2 separate regions of the Gossypium hirsutum genome follow, and region 2 is linked to region 1. The links are chromatin contacts, called in public Hi-C maps. All regions are on one chromosome and are shown on one strand. The core of a region is the stretch at or near the end of the contact, and the rest is flanking DNA. Distances in the headings are between cores, read along the strand shown.

The links. Hi-C and Micro-C count contacts between places; a contact is called where the count stands out from the background.
Region 2: a contact with region 1 is called in a Hi-C map of leaf, with 4 times the contacts expected there. The contact joins the enhancer-like site here to the promoter of LOC107899334 in region 1. A contact is called at or near these places in 19 of 34 Hi-C or Micro-C datasets (anther, callus, cotyledon and 5 more).

The regions. Positions count from the first base shown.
Region 1 is chrD04:45,904,606-45,907,617 of Gossypium_hirsutum_v2.1, reverse strand. LOC107899334 (CASP-like protein 5B2) reads left to right here and starts at 1,571. Exons shown (of 3, transcript XM_016825016.2): 1 at 1,571-2,042. The coding sequence starts at 1,912.
Region 2 is chrD04:45,951,224-45,954,235 of Gossypium_hirsutum_v2.1, reverse strand. No RefSeq gene overlaps it. Among protein-coding and RNA genes, the nearest start is that of LOC121216643, 6.8 kb to the right of the region's middle. Within about 2 kb of position 1,540, at least 1 of the 9 cell types and tissues checked has an H3K27ac peak or open chromatin away from gene starts, as enhancers often do. A contact at or near this core is called in leaf, where this site is marked.

The DNA.
Region 1 (3,012 bases), core at 322-2,821:
TAGCAAAGATTCTATTGGAGCAGAAAAACTTGGACGCATTTTGCTCATACTAATTTGGATCACTCGTAGCACTACCTGTGTTATAATTTTTATAGGGTGAAACTCAGCGTCGAAAGTCCCTAGGTCTCATAGGTTAGCGTAGCTGTTAGGAGCTGTCGGTTCGTCATATTGCTGATTGGTCAATTTATGCTATTAGACTCTGTACTTTATGTAAATTATGATTTTAGTACTTATATTTTAACTTGATCATTTTCAATTCCTATACTTTTAAAATTTGAAAATTTTAGGCATAACTAAATGATAACTACTAAATTCATTAAGTTAAGTTCTGTTATTTTTAAAATTTGATGTGTCAGGCATATTATCTCAAGTATAACGCTATGCATGTTTGTTATTTTTACATATCACTAAAAAAATAGTAATAGATTTAACGACGATCGTTTCCGTTAATATTGAAATTTTGAAATTCAAAAAATATAGCCACTATAAATGATCTAATTGGTGAAGGTGGACTAAATCTATAATTTTACATAAAATACAAGATTAATAACATGATTTAACTAAATAAATTTAATTGGTACTGTTGAATCAGAACTAAAATTTCAAAATTTATTTTTAAAAAATACAAGGTGTAATAGCAAAATTTGACCTTGCTGATAGGTTGCTATTAGGAGGGAAGTAAATTTGTTGTAGTGTTTTTTTTTTAATGAAACGAATATCAAATTATTGAAATCAAGAAAGACAATGGGTTTTAAAATTCGAAGTAAAGATGCTTTCATTGGAAAGCCGAAGCCGGTTGGCTTGGCACCGATAGGCTGCTAAGGTCCAAGGCCTAGTCATTACGCCTATAATTGAACATGATCCGCGATTCTTTTTTCGTCTCCAAAAGTCCAAGACCCATGGCTCAGGCCGACCCATCCTCATTAACTCATAACAACTTGTTCAACATTTCTTTCTTTAGTCCTTCCTTTTTGTCTAAAAAGAAGGACAAAAAGGAAAGAAAAGTTCATTTAGTTAGTAGTCTGTCACTCACTTGCCCTAAACTTGAACCCACTAAACCCATAGTCATAATAAATACTTATTTTGCAGTATAATTTTTCAAAAATCATTTTAGTTTCTTTTAATTTAATTTTTATTTTTTATTAAATTAACTTAAAATAATGAAAAATTTGATTTTTTTAATTTTATTGAATGCGGATTGTCACGTGAATGACACAAGTCTAATATTTAATTAGTTTTTTTAATTTTTTTAAAAAAGTATTAAAAATATATTTTTATAATTTTTATGTTTTTTTTACTAATTTTAATGTTTTTAATTTTTAAAATTTTTTAAAAATAATTTAATTAATTTAATGTTTGATGTGTGATTTTTATGGTAATCCATATTTATTCTATATCAATGAAACTAACCTTCATTGATTTTGAAGTGAATGGGCAAAAATTATAACCTTCTATCATTTTGAGCTGATTGAACAAAAAAAATATAAATTTAAAAATTAATAAAGACGAAAATAAATAATTTAAATAAATTTTTTATAAAATTTAAGGATTAAAAAAAAGTCATTATTCCAAACCAAAAACATTCTCTTTCTCTTTCTATTCACCGAATCAAGACCATCAATGTCACCAAATTTATAAATTATGATCTGCTAAGCTAATCATAATTTCAGGGTATTTCTTAAGTCATACGTTTTTTGTTTAATTTCATCAGTTTGGTCCAAACTCCAAAATGCCCTTTTCCATATTACCTTTTTAAATTGTTCAACCAAAAAAGAAATTGATTTGGACTCTGGATTTGAGTTCCATTAATGGAAGGACTTTAAGATTCTTGGGTTTCTTTCCCTTTTCTGCAAGGAGGACCCTTAGAGTTTAGGCGATACGGTTGGGGACCTTTTTGCTTGAAGTAAGAGGATGAAGGAGTTGATTGGGAGTCCAGGAACGGTGAGTGGATTAACACTAAGGGTAACCCAGTGTGCTTTTGCTGCTGCTTCCATTGCACTCATGGTCTCTGCCTCTGGTTTCTCTACCTACACTGCTTTCTGGTACTTCGTTTTTTCATTTTTCTTCTTTCGGCTTTGCTCTCAAATTTTACCTTGTTAGAATTAATGGGGGTTTTTTTTTGTGTGTGTTGGGGGGGGGGGGCATTGTTCCAGTATTCTTGGGTTTAATCGTTGACAAAATTTTAGTTAAAATGGTTTGTTTGAATCGGAATCATCTTAAAGCAAACATCTGGGCAGCAAGATTAGGTAGGCAAAACTGTTCATGAAAGGTTATTTCCTAAATGGGTAGAAAGAATAGGAAAAATAGAAGGTGAAATTGACCTGACTTTTAGACATGTGGACTTCTACCTCTTTGCATCTTATAAAGTGATGTGTGTTTTACTTCAAAATTTGTTTTTACACTACTATTTAGTAGCTGATTTTGATGTTCTAGTTCTTGTTTGAATTTATTGGATGAAATTTAAGTTCTAGATTTCTACTTTGGTATTTTGCATGAGAAGTGGGTTTCAGTTTTAAGTTTAGCTTAATTTTTTCCTAGTTTTTTTTAATGATTTTCCATATGTTGGTTGAGAAGCTAAGAGGGTTTAATGTCAAAGGTATGGGATTTTTCTACCTTCAATTAGTAATGTCAAAGGTATGGTTTTTTACTCTTCAGAGAAATGTATAGGATGCGTGCATAAACTTCTAGCGTACCAATTCTTCCAGAATTGGGTTTAAGCTGAATATGAAGTTGTGTAAATTTAGCATCTGGTAATTTACTTTGTTAAGCAGAAGCAATCATCTATCATCCAATGTTATTGCAACAGTGGAGCTAAATAAATCATAGACATGTCTGATTTGCTATATTTGGAGCTTGGTTGTTTAAAGTGTATTATTGCTCTTATAATGGCGGAACTGAGTGCTTCTATTAGGCATAAGGGCAGGAAGATGAACGGAACTCTATGAAGCTTTTCTGCTACTATGCATAGTGCAGTAATGGTGGTTCCCCGAGTCTTCGTTTCAAGATTTGTGT
Region 2 (3,012 bases), core at 291-2,790, 47 kb before region 1:
AGCTCACAACGAAGTTGCAGATTTTATGGCTAAACATGTTCCAAGTTTCACAAGTATCCAGGTGTCTCCATCCCTCCTCAAGCTATAAGGGGGTTGATTCAAAAGGACAATTTGAGTTGTGATTTATGATTTTATTGTAATCGCTTAGTGCTATTTATTATTTACTAAAAAAATAAGACTCTTATTTTTTACATGGTCCATTTTTTTCTTTTTTTTTTTCACAATTTTTTCCTTCTTTTTTTTCACATGATGTATTTTTTCATATATATATACATTTCAAATTTGTTTTCTACATTTCTTTCTTACTTTTAGACATGTTTTAGACTTGAAAAAGAAACACGAAAATAGAATCAACAACAAAGACAAGTTTCAAGAAAAAAGAAACACAATTTACATGAAAAACAAAAGATGAAAAATTAAAAAGGATAGATTAAAATGATTCTGAAAAATCTAAAACTCTGATGTCAACTAATGTGAATCTCATGCAACTATTGAATAGAATATAGACCTGCTAATGTTAAAGAATCAAGAACCAATATTATCAAGTGATTGAAATTCACATGATCTCACCCTTGAAATTTCTGGATTTCACCTAAGACAAAAATGAAAAACTTTTCATAAGTTCCATTTAGTGTTCAAATTTGTTCCAACAAAAGTTGCTAATGCTTATTTAAAATAAAACTAGAGCTTTTTTGGAAAAAAAATATTACAAGGCTAAGTTGGTAATCATAATTCTAATTAAAAAAATAATTAAAAACAAGTAATTAAAATCATGGTTGTTTAAATCAGTTCGGGTCAACCGATCAGATCGATTGAACCAAAAAACGAGTAGATCATTAGTTCAATTAGATTATTTAAACTGTTTTAAGAATGAATTCCATTGAAACAGATTCGAATGTTGAATCGTTGGATCTCTAATCACCACAAAACTGGAAAATTCGATTTTTCAAAATTTTAGCTTAAAAATATTACCCAAAACAAAACCCAACTCAAACCTACCCTAACTTGAATCCTTAAAAAACCTAGCCAAATCAACTCTTAAAAATTAAATTTAAAAAATGAAAAAAAATCTAAGCATAAAATAAAATCCGGGGTTATTTTACCCAAATGATCAAAAAAATAATTAATTACAAAAATGGCCCATGTTAAAAAAACAATCACCTAAATGACCTAAAATGAACTGTAAACTTGGGTTGGGGGGACTTAATGACCGACACCACTTAAAATTCTGTCACAAATTCTGTCATTGGTTAAAAATTATTTTTTGGGGTGTTGAACAATATATGATCAGCACCCATATATATTTTTTAAATCGTAGCATACTGGTATATATTTATACTAGTATTTCAAAAAAAAAAGGTGCTGGACAATAAATGGTTGGCTCCACTTTTTCCTTTAAAAAATAATTTTTTTAGGTGCTGACACACTGATGACCGACACCAAAATTTTCAAGAAACAAAAAAACGCTCCTCACATGGGCTAATGAAGCCGGCCATTTAACTGGTCTGACAAGGCCCGATGAAGCAGGCCTGAACCCGGCCATTCATAGGCCAAGGCCTGACACCTTTTGCTAGCCTAAAGCCGGCCATTTAGTGGCCTCGTCCAAACACCCTTTTTTTTTTCTTAAAATCTAATTTAGCCTTTCATTAAATTTATCCTTTAATTATAATATAATTTAGTGTCCCGTATAATTTATCATTCAATTAATTATTTCTAATTTAAATTTATTGCTTTAAATATGATTTATCCTATACTTAATTATTTTTATTTAAATTATTTTATTTTAATTAAAATTTATTATTTTAAATATAATTTATTATTTTTAATTTAAATTTATTGCTTTAAATATAATTTATCCTATACTTAATTATTTTTATTTAAATTATTTTATTTTAATTGAAATTTATTGTTTTAAATATGATTTATCATTTAGTTGATTATTTTTAATTTAAATTTTTTGCTTTAAATATAATTTATCCTTTAATTAATTATTTTATTTTAATTACTGTCCTAGCAACCAAAAAAATTTTTGGTTCCCAAAAAAGTGGGCACCGACCATTTACTTCCCCTAACTCAAAAAAAAAATTATAGGAAAAAGTGGTGCTAGGCATTATTGTCCAGCACTAAAATTTTTTTTTGAAATACTAGTATAAATAAATACCAGTATGCTATTGTTTGAAAAAAAATACATGGCAGGCCATCCAGTGTCCAATAGCCCAAAAATATTTTTTTAACCTTTGATACAATCATTAGGCAATGATTGTGTTAGAATTTAAGTGGTGTTGGCCATTAAGTCCCCCAACTCAAGTTTACTGTTCATTTTAGGTCATTCGAGTGATTATTTTTTAAACTGTGTCATTTTTGTAATTATTTATTTGTTTTGGGTCATTTCGGTAAAATAGCCAAAATTAGGCAACAACATGAAAACTCAAGAAAATTTCAAAGCAAGGTACAATTATTTTACCTAAATGACCTGAAAAAAATAAACAATTACAGAAATGACCCAGGTTTAAAAATAATCACCCAAATGACCTGATATGAACAGTAAAATGGGGTTGGGGGACATCCCTAAAGGCATAGATGATGAAGGCTCGGTGGACGGTGAAAATATACATGCCCATTCGGCCGGATACACAGGAATCGATATAGTTATCCGTAATAAACTAAGGGCTTTCATGACTGATGTAGATTCTGGTGCGATGCTTGCACGTGAGCTCTCCGAATATCCAGATATAGTGCCGACTCACCTACTAGATGAAGAACCAAAAGCTGAAGAGTTGCTTGTAAGACAACAATTCGATAACAAGAAAGACTGTTTACATGCAATAAAGAAGTATAGTTTGAAGCTGTCTGTCGACTACAAAGTCATGAAGTCAACGCAATATTTATATGTTAGAGAATACTGGAAATCATCAAGTGGTTGTAAGTGGTGTGTTCGAGCTACATTAATGCAGCGGACACAAATGTGGACAATAAGGAAAATAGAAGGTCCTCACACATGCACGGTTGCTC